Linked DNA regions of Xenopus laevis: region 2 is linked to region 1. Evidence: chromatin contacts called from public Hi-C data. All regions are on one chromosome and are shown on one strand. Each heading gives the region's core, a stretch centred on a gene start, on an enhancer-like site or on the middle of the called end of the contact. The rest is flanking DNA. Distances are from core to core; before and after follow the strand shown.

Region 1 (5,696 bases), core at 1,359-3,858:
AGTTTATCATCTACAAGGACTCCAAGGTCCTTTTCCATAATGGATTTGCCTAGTGCAGTCCCATTAAGGGTATAAGTGGCTTGGATATTTTTACATCCCAGGTGCATGACTTTACATTTATCAACATTGAATCTCATTTGCCACTTAGCTGCCCAGATTGCCAGTTTGTCAAGATCCTGTTGCAAGGATGCCACATCCTGGATGGAATTAATTGGGCTGGATAATTTTGTTTCATCTGCAAACAGTGATACATTACTTACAACACCCTCCCTTAAGTCATTAATGAACAAGTTAAATAAAAGTGGACCCAAGACTGAGCCCTGGGGGACCCCACTAAGAACCTTACTCCAAGTAGAGAATGTCCCATTAACAACCACCCTTTGTACACCGATCCTGTAGCCAGTTTCCTATCCATGTGCAAACGACTTCATTAAGCCCAACAGACCTTAGTTTAGAAAGCAGTCGTTTGTGGGTCACAGTATCAAACGCTTTGGCAAAATCCAAATAGATCACATCTGCTGCCCCCCCCACACCCCCGGCCCACCATTCCCTATAGACCCGTGCCCAGCCCACCCCACAGTGATGTCACAAAAAGGGCGACGCAAGTCTATAAATTTAGGTGCCGGAGGCCAGCAGTGATAGAAGTAGAAGAAGAGCTCAACCCGGACCTGCCCACTACCCCAAGACTTTGTGCAGGAGCCTGCCTGAACCTGCGGGTCCCATGGGTTTTGGGCCAGCCCGCACATCACTACTGGCTCTCAAATCTACCCCTACTGGGGTAATAAATTCAAGAGGGTTGACTCCAATTATAGGAAGTTCTCTCATTGCACCCATGGCTGATACCCACACTGGGCATTTTGCAGTTTTATGCCAGTGTCGGTTTATCTGGCAATAGTCACACACTATAGTAATTTAGAACACAGGAAATATCTGTAACAATGTACAACATCCAAATGTAGCATAACATCCGGTTTTGTTAATATGTGTACAAGGAGCTGGAGCCCAGGAACAGCATTAGGACAAAGCAACGTGGCAATTATATTCTTACTATTCTTTTCTTTTATATATGGGGGCTCCCGGCTCTTTCACCAAGGTGAAAGCCACACACCCTAACTGCACATTTGGATTAAGAACAGTTTAAAAGCAGGGAAAAGAATGGGATCAAACCAAGGGCTGAATAGGAGAATAAGAGAGGCTGGGATGACATGGCATAAAAGGAGATAAAAAAAAAACACCGCTGTTCAACAAATTCAACTAAACCCTTTTTACAATAGAACATTTTCACATGCCTCCTGTGGCACAAATAGCAATACCTTAAAGCAGTGCTGTCCAAATGGCAGTCTGTGCCCCCCCTTGTGTTGCCCTCACATAAAAGTCTGCCTGCTGTGTCTGCTTATTTTGTGTAATATCAGTAAAGAGATTAACTGGCCCGTGCATTGTCTACGCCTCAAATTCAGACTATAAACTCCTGTAGTCACACCTGTAATCCCCCTTGCATTGTTCACACCTGTAACAGCTCTAATGTTCACACCTTAAAGCCCTGTACTGTTCATACCTCAGACTGAAAGTACCCACATTATTCACCAGCTCACACTCGTACAAACTGCTGGAGGGGCACCAGCACTGTATGTAGCACATCTCAGAGTGGTCCCAATAGGTTTCTCTGTCACCTGCTCTGTTCTGCCTTCCCTATACTTCCTGTGTGTGCCATACTCTGCCTGTGTATGCTCTGCTCTGCCTTCAGTGTCGGACTGGGACACCAGGGGCCCACCCAAAAACCATAGACATGGGGCCCACCAATTAATCTTAGGTCAGGGGCCTACTCTTAGTACTATTTTTCTTCCTCTCCTCGTCTCTTTTCTTTACATACTATACTCTATTTTTCCATCTATTTAGATTTGTTGTTCTTATAAAAATAGGGAATGGTCATGAAATAGGCCAAATGTTTAGCAGCATGAGGGCCCACTGACACCTGGGCCCACCAGGACTTTTCCTGGTATCCCTGTGGGCCAGTCCGACGCTGTCTGCCTTTGGAACATAAGTCTGGTAGATGTTTGTTCTGGGGGTTTGTTAGCTGTTAGGGGCCCCTAAGGTATTTAATCATGTGCTGGGGGGGGGGGTGCTGTGTTATCCACAGGGGAGGATGAGGTCTATGGTTTTAAGGGTATGTCTTAATATAACAACTTTTTTCACATATGAGTGATATCCCTGCCCTTGGTACCACAGAAGTTGGACAGCACTGCCTTACAGGACAAATAAAATGCGGCCTCTGGGACAGCCACATGAGTTGCCTTTTGTTTCTCAGGAAGAAAAATACTGTGAAATAGTTATGGTTCTTGTCATTTCACGTTAAGGCATTCATGTCCAGTAGGCGTATTTACTTATTGCACCAGTGATGTCAGTGTAAACCCGTGAATCAGGGATATCTCTTTATCTTTATTGTATTATAATGGACTTTATTACCTGGGTGGCCAAATATTAAAATGTTGACTTCCCATGTACAATCTGTTGGAATTGGCACCATGACACTTCCTACCTCCGACACTGCTGGACATGGAGATACTGCAATTTAGTCATATAAGTATCAACTGGATCCACACCTAAACAGGATTGGCCCTTCCTCCAAAGTATAAAGCAGCTAGAACTGCAGCTGGTTAAATCTTAATAGCTGTAGGTGAGGGAAGAGTATTCTATCACCAGTCGCTGGGTCCTGTCTTGGTCTCCCACTAGAGCAAAATGTGCAGGTAAGTCTAATGTCAAAGGACTAGAATTAATCCAGGGTGGAAGCACAATCTCTAATTTCCATTGTGATAACGCAACCTACCTTTGTGGATCAAGCTCAGCCTGGGTCAATTGGTGAGATTTGGGGTAAAAGTGTATTTTCTGTGCTGGATGCTACTGAAGTTATAGCAGGGTGCCTGTACATGTAACCTTGTTATGAAATACATAGGGCTGACTACAAGGGGAGCTTAAACCCAGCTACAAAAGCCTCTGGTATAGTGTGCAGGGAGTAGTTGCTTAATAACAGCTTGAGTGCCAGAGGCTGGGCAAATCAGCTCTATATGCACACATTTCTTCCTGGCACACATTATAATAATAGTCTGCTGTCTCTTGCACAGGATGGTGAATCCTCTGTTAATGAGCTTAGTGCTCACACTGACTTTTGTGGTTTCGGTCACAAGCATCCTTCATCATGTATCCCGCGAGGAACTGTACGATCGCCTGGCTAATCGACACATGCTGACAGAGACGAAACTGCAGGAGTTCATTAATGTTCCCGATGATGGGGTTTACTTGGGTGAGTATCTACTTAGCTGAGTGGGCATGATATGCCATCTGTGGCCTTCTCCTGGGAGTTGTAGCTCAACACACATTCATGAAAGTTTTTAATTGTATTCTCTTATGTCCTCGCTCTTTCTATAAATACGTTATTGCTAAAATGTGCATAATTAATACTTATCCATATCATTTAAAATTGTCCAGTAAACCCAATTAAAATGTTTGACATGAGCCTCAAATCCCAATTGTAGTGGTTCTAATACACTTAACCTTCTAATTCCTGTGACATTAACTGTTTCCCAGAACTTTTGGCAAAGGACTGCCAGGCAGCTTTCTTAAACAAGAGGAGTCAGAGTGGCCTGTATGTGATCCACCCTAAAAATTCACTCCCAATGGCAGTATATTGTGACATGAGCTCTGATGGTGAAGGCTGGACAGTCCTGCAGAAGAACACTTTGCAGAAGAGCCTCTTTGGATCCCCTGACTGGAGCGAGTACAAACAAGGGTTTGGTAATCTGATGGCAGATCACTGGTTGGGCAATGAAATGATTTACCTCCTCACAAGGCAGAACACATTTACAGTCAGGTTCAGTGTTGTTGATGCTCATAACAATAAGCATCATGCAGATTACTCCAGTTTTAGGCTGGACAGTGAGGCTAAAAATTATACACTGAGACTGGGTGACTATTCCGGGGATGCAGGGGATGTACTGACAGCCATGAATGAGACAGGCATGCATGACAACATGATGTTTTCCACCGAAGACAAAGACAATGATCGATGGAAAAATAACTGTGCACTGGAGCATGAGGGAGGCTGGTGGTTTGACAACTGTGGTTCTTCTCTGTTCAACAGTGATGACTTTATATATTGGAGAGGTCTGTGTGATGAACACAATCACTGCGCCTCTTCTAGTATTATGATTAAACCCAGTAAGAAGAACTGCTCTCCTACTCCACTGCCAGGGCCTGGTGTCCACCTTCCAGTTCATCAAAAGAGTTAGGGGCAATCTCAGTCCATTTGAGGTCATCAGATACTCATGCCATCTTTAATTAGTGTCCTTCTCTGTCAATGTAGGGACCCATAGTTTCTTCAATAAGTGACCTTCTCAGTCTATATAGGGACCCCAGATACTCATGAATTACTTTATCTGTCTATGTAGGGATCCGGGTTACTCATGTCTTCTAACATCTCTCTTCTAGCATCTCATCTCTAGCATCACAAGCCTCTCTCTCTCTCTCTCTCTCTCTCTCACAGTGTAGGTATCCAAGATACTCAGGTCATCTTCCATTAGTGGCCTTCTCTGATAATGTAACAATTTCTTCCATTAGCAATCTTCTCTATATAGGGACCCCAGATACACATGGACATTCAGTTAGTGAACTAATCTGTCAATGTAGAGATCCAAATGTCTTCTTCGGTTAGTGACCTCAGTCTATATAGGGACCCCAAATACTAATCAGTTCTTTAGTTAGTGGCTTTCTCTGTCAGTGTAAGAATCTAGCTTTTCTTTTGTTCAGTCTGTATATAAGCATCTATGTATGACATATACTATGTCTTCTTCAGTAAGCAAACTTCTTATTGCATGCAGAGAACCACTTTCTTCAGGGTTTGGTTAGAGACCCTTCTCAGTCTATACAGAGGCAGGTTTATTCATGCTGACATTAAATTTATAATAAAGAAAGTAAAAAAATCGGGGTCACATAATTAATTTGCAACTTATATTTAGAATTCAAATATCTTATTTGTATTCTGGGTTTTTAAAAAAATGCATTAGCCGTCGATACTGTGTTCAGTAATCAATGCTTTATGCACTTATAACACTGTGTAAGTCATGTATTGATTGATATTATGCAACCCTTCACATTCAATAAATCTGCAACAATAACTTGTGTAATGTGTTTTTCTCAGAAACAAATACCTTTACTCCTTTTCTTGAGCAGCTTTCTGCTTGTACTTTTATATCCACATGGTGTCCCCAAAGGCTCAGTTTGGAATTAGCTATGAGCACCAGTGATTGCTGGCAATGCATCTCCTAACCCCTTGGGGTCAGACATTCACCTTAGTTTAGAGACAATGCAGTGAACTCCAAGAAAGATGACCCCTGCACACACAGAAACCCTCCCAACCCCTACAGTTATGGTCATGGAAAGATCGTGCATCAAAAAATGAAGTATATATGTGGCTGAAAGCTGTTTAATCTTATTTAATAACAAAATAGTTTATTACACTTCATCGTCAGATTTCCTTTTCTGCCCTATTTATTCCTCCATATCCCCCAGTGAAATTGTAACTGTCGAAGAATGCAACTAAGCATACACACACACACACACACAAAAAAAGGTATTAATGGGGTGTGACTGCCTATGGTCCTGCATATTGTGAGGGCACATAGAACAAAAGAGGTATAGTAGGT
Region 2 (5,411 bases), core at 1,236-3,735, 69 kb after region 1:
TGGCAGGGGCCTCTTGATTAAAATCCAAGGTTAACGTTTAGTTCTCCTTTAATCACAAATGTAGTCAAAGAACATGGGAGGAGACTGTCATTTTCAGGTTAAGTTATTCTAATTGTTTTTGTGGATTTAGACAGATTTACAGACATTCATGACTCAAGGAAAAATTAATGACTCACAGGTAGGGTTGTCACCTATTGTGGAAAAAAATACCAGCTTTCTTAAAGGGATACTGTCATGGGAAAAAATTTTTTTTCCAAAATGAATCAGTTAATAGTGCTGCTCCAGCAGAATTCTGCACTGAAATCCATTTCTCAAAAGAGCAAACAGATTTTTTTATATTAAATTTTGAAATCTGACATGGGGCTAGACATTTTGTCAATTTCCCAGCTGCCCCATGTCATGTGACTTGTGCTCTGATAAACTTCAATCACTCTTTACTGCTGTACTGCAAGTTGGAGTGATATCACCCCCTCCCTTTTCCCCCCCCAGCAGCCAAACAAAAGAACAATGGGAAGGTAACCAGATAGCAGCTCCCTAACACAAGATAACAGCTGCCTGGTAGATCTAAGAACAACACTCAATAGTAAAAACCCATGTCCCACTGGGACACATTCAGTTGCATTGAGAAGGAAAAACAGCAGCCTGCCAGAAAGCATTTCTCTCCTGAAGTGCAGGCACAAGTCACATGACATGGGGCAGCTGGGAAATGGACAAAATGTCTAGCCCCATGTCAGATTTCAAAATTGAATATAAAAAAATCTGTTTGCTCTTTTGAGAAATGGATTTCAATGCAGAATTCTGCTGGAGCAGCACTATTAACTGATTCATTTTGAAAAAAATTTTTTTTCCCATGACAGTATCCCTTTAAATATTTCACTTTTTTCCCTATTAATAACATTGAGCTCAACCATCATTTTTACAGGCCAGGCCGGTAAAATACCGACCAGGTGGCACCCCTACTCACCGGTGTATCCCCATGAAACCTGGGTCTGTCGATTTTTTGGGGGAAAATGACCACACTTCTTATACTTATATGGTTTTGCCCCATTAAAACATTGGCATCAGGCATTCATGATGCCAGCCACATGGCAACAATAGCAATACCAACAATCACAAGAGAATGACTCTGTGTAGCTTGGTCTCCAGGCTGCAAGTCATGGATAAAATAAATGTATTATAAAGTAACTTTCTGATCTCTCCAATCATTTGTTGTCTTTCACCAGTTGTCTCCAGCTCAGGCAACAAAATGCTTAAAATGCCTTTTTATTAAAGTTAATGGGAATTAATTCCAGTAAAACCATTTACCATTTGCATAATGGTGGGATATTCCCTGCCAATACCCCGAGTGCATAAATATATATATTTATTTAACATCTATTTATGATGCCATACCTCCCAACTGTCCTGTTTTTTGAGGGACAGTCCCTCTTTTGACAGCTCAACCTGCAGTCCCTCATTTGTACTTGAAAGCCCTGTTTTTCTATGCACTGCAACAGCCAGAAAAAGAAACAAAGTTTCAAACTTAATTGGCTTTTGGCAGAGAGCCCAGAACAGTCACAACAGAAGATGATACATTTGTAACGATTCAAATGTATCTAGGTAAACAATCTGGATAAGCAAATAAATACTTGTAACAATATTCCCTTGGGAAAAGTTAGACTCACAGGATAAAGGGCAAGTCACCTTTATTAGCAAACTATAATAACTGAAAAAAAACCACAGAAATATGTTCAAACTTTTATAACCTTTTTTGTCAAATGGTAATTAGGGGATGTGGCCACGAAAATGGGCAAGTCAAAAAATGCTCTCCATGCTACGTGCGCATACTTTTTTGCTCCTATTTTTATTTCCAAAATGTTGGGAGGTATGTGATGCATCTCTGGTGAGATTCATTATTTATTGATATGGTAAGCCTCACAAGGTGAAACAGCAGCTATATCTGTCACAGGAACATTGCTGAGCCAACAGGAGAGAAACAATAACAAAGAGAAGCAAAAGGGACATGAGCAAGCATTGGACCTCAAACAGGGGGCTTGAAGTGAATATACCTTTAAAAAAAATGCAGAACCAAAAAATTGAAATAGCAAACCATCTCAAAGAGTAAAAACTGCTGTTTATAAGACCACTAAAAATGCTTTAGCTCCACCTATCCTCATACTGGTAAAGTCTGTGCCTATCAGAAAGTTGCTCTCATTTCAGCTGAGTAACGAGAAGGTTTCACAGGGTATTTATGAAAGTGTGCAAGGTAGAAAAATAGCTTACAAGGACCTTAGGACTTTTCCATCCCAAAATCTAACTTTATCTGTTTGTGCTGCAGAACTTCTACCCACTAGGAATTAGTCCGGCAATTGTTACCTCAGTGAAAAGTGGGTGCGCTCTCTTTAGTCAAATTGCTTTGCGCACAACCGCACGTGGCTCTGCGCGGTTGCTCATGTGCGTCCTTGGTTGCGCGCTTTTTGCGCACGCGCGTCCCCGGTTACGCACGATTACGCACGCGCGTCCCCCGTTGCGCACGGTTACGCACGCGCGTCCTCCGTTGCGCACGCGCGTCCACAGTTGCGCACGGTTACGCACTTGGTTGCGCACTGCTGCGGCTGGGGCCGACGTGGCCGGTAGCTTTGTCTACTGCACCCGTCTGGCCTGGCCCGGCACTGTTTGCATCTGTGTCCTAATCTGCAAACTAAAAGGCATGTGAGGGAGCAGATAACATAATTCATGTCTGTGCAACTTGTACCCCTTCGGTCTGTAAATGCAACAGTACATTATTTTAAGGTAATAAAGGGGGCACATTTATTTGGAATAATTTGTCCTAAAAAATGCAACTGCACAGCCAGAGGCAAATATATGGTACATAGAATAATCGGCTCTCTCATACACTGTACGTGATGCCATCATTATGAGTCACAGATAGCTATCACAATTTTAATGCTTCTGTAAATCTCTAATTTTTGTCAGACACTGCCACCTAGTGACTAGAAGAATTAAGAGCAGCATTCATATACAGTATATATGGGATATACAAATCTTTTCATAAAGTGTAGGGCTCCCATACATCTCAGTTTTGCCAGGATAGCCCCTATTTTTAACTCCAGGTCGAGTGTTTGGTATTTGCTTTCACAGTTAGTGCCACTATTGAGCAGAGGAGATGGAACACTACATGTCAGAAAGGAATTTTCCTGGGTGAGGGATTGTGGTAGCCTCACTATATGATGTTTGATGGTTTGTGTTGGGTCAATAGATTTCCCCATTTTTGGTTGCTGTTAAATTCTGAAACACAAGACTATATAGTGAAGGGTGTGACTGGCTATTTGCTAACATTCCCTTATGCTTTTATTACTGAACCCAGATATAACAAAGTGGAGGCCCGAAGTGGCTGGTCTGATCTCATTTTGTGCCCATTTTCTTCCTTCTCTCAGTTGTTCTCCATAGAAGGGCAGACATTACTGGCACTAGCACCTACTTTATCTATGATTCTTAAAACTTTATAATCAACCTCAAAGGAACTGAGATGACAGATAATGGTTAGTAACACCAGCTCCTCAGATCTTCCCGCTGATCCAGTGCGGAGCTTTGATGCCCGCTGTATAACTGAGCTCCTGGGAGTGTGCCATTTATTCTGTGGTGTCGGTCCTTTTCCTCTGTACCTTTTGAACTATTCTGGCTCATGTGTCGGACCATGAAATGGCAGAAACACAGAAAGGGGAAAACATCTTTCAATCCTTAAAAAGTCTCAATGTTCACAGTCTTTCTAATAATATGTCTCATATCTCTACATGTAACTGTAACCCTCTACCATCAGTGCCAGCTCAGACTCTGAATCCAACATGAACCTTTAACTCATAAGCCACCAATGTTTCTTATGCACTGGGGGAAATAAATCTGTGCCATCAGCCATAAAAAAAGTTTTTACTTTATCAGTGAAAAATAAAGTTAAAATTATAACCAACTAATTTATAAAGGTCATTGTATCACACGCATAACCCTACAGCAACATACCAGCACATGTCATGCACCAGAACTTAAAAATTGAGACAATTCTGTCCAAATACATTATGAAAATGGTCTTTTTTGTCCTGCAGTTCTGAAGATATAACATACTGTAAAACTATGTCAGCAAGCACAATATAGCAGGCCAGAAACATCCAGAAATACCATAAATCCAGCAGAGATATTCACCTGTACTAAGCAAAATGAAGCAGGAACAGCCTGTAAAGAGAAATACCATAAAAATATAACAGGACGTAGCTAAGCAGCATGCACACTTGAAACATATAATGCACTTACACCCCCCCCAAACATTTCTGATGATAATCTCACCTGTGACGGTGATCAAGCTCATTTGGGATGCACAGTGTTCCAGAGAACAATAGAGGATAACCAATTGGCAATGTCTATTGAGGATAAACTCTTTCTAAAAATAATGGAACAAGAACTAGTTAAAAACGATTCTAACAGTTGGGTGGCCACTCTACCCTTCATGCCTCAGAGACAACACCCTTAAATGTTTCTCTTCTCTCAGACGCAACTTTCAAAGAAAACCAGACATGAGAGATCCCTTCTTTTCTGCATGGCTATTTGAAAATAGCCATGCAGAGATAGCACCCATCCTCAAAGACTCAGAGGAGTGCTGGTACCTACCAATATTTGGGGTATACCACCCAAAGAAACCAGGTCAGATTAGAGTGGTCTTTGATTGTAGTTCCAAATTTGGTCGGGAAGGTGGTTGGTTCTATTCCCACCTCTGCCAAAAACTCAGTGCACAAACAGCTCTGGTTTGTTGTGCTTCATATAGCTCTGGAGAGTGATGGAAGGACAAGTGCCAGAAGTCCATCGTCAGCCTTCCATTTGGCTGCACCTTTTTCCTTAAAGGAATTGTCCTTCTAAGCTACCCAGGTATCTACTTCATGCCAGGGGTTTCCCATCTAAAGGAGACTTCCAGAATATCAGAGTTGTTAAAGCACGTGCCCCTGGTTGGGAAGATCGTTGGTTCAATTCCCACCTGTGCCAAAACAGCTCTGGTTGGTTGTGCTTCAAATAGCTCTGGAGAGTCATGGAAGGACAACTGCCAGAAGTCCATAATCAGCCTTCCGTTTGGCTGCACCTTTTTCCTTACAGCGGTCGTCCTTCTAAGCTACCCAGGTATCTACTTCAGGCCAGTGGTTCACTGTCTGAAAAAGACTTTCGGAATAGCAGAGTTGGTAAGGCATGCACCCCTGGTCGGGAAGGTCATTGGTTCGATTCCCGCTGCTGCCAAAAACTTGGTGCCAAAACAGCTTTGGTTGTTTGTGCTTCAAATAGCTCTGTAGAGTGATGAATGGACAAGTGCCAGAAGTCCATCATCAGCCTTTCCTTTGGCTGCACCTTTTTCCTTAAAGGAGTTGTCCTTGTAAGCTACCCAGGTTTCTACTTCA

Evidence for each region. A called contact is a pair of places that touch in the nucleus more often than the background predicts.
Region 2: a Hi-C map of the XTC cell line shows a contact between it and region 1, with 6 times the contacts expected there. The contact joins the enhancer-like site here to the promoter of LOC108702015 in region 1. A contact is called at or near these places in 2 of 4 Hi-C or Micro-C datasets (the XL177 cell line and the XTC cell line).

The regions. Positions count from the first base shown.
Region 1 is chr9_10L:57,864,103-57,869,798 of Xenopus_laevis_v10.1, forward strand. It overlaps LOC108702015 (fibrinogen-like protein 1-like protein), which reads left to right and starts at 2,609. Exons shown (of 3, transcript XM_018237018.2): 1 at 2,609-2,744; 2 at 3,120-3,298; 3 at 3,583-4,517. The coding sequence starts at 2,737. The coding sequence ends at 4,283.
Region 2 is chr9_10L:57,933,281-57,938,691 of Xenopus_laevis_v10.1, forward strand. No RefSeq gene overlaps it. Among protein-coding and RNA genes, the nearest start is that of mras.L, 20 kb to the left of the region's middle. Within about 2 kb of position 2,486, at least 1 of the 7 cell types and tissues checked has an H3K27ac peak or open chromatin away from gene starts, as enhancers often do.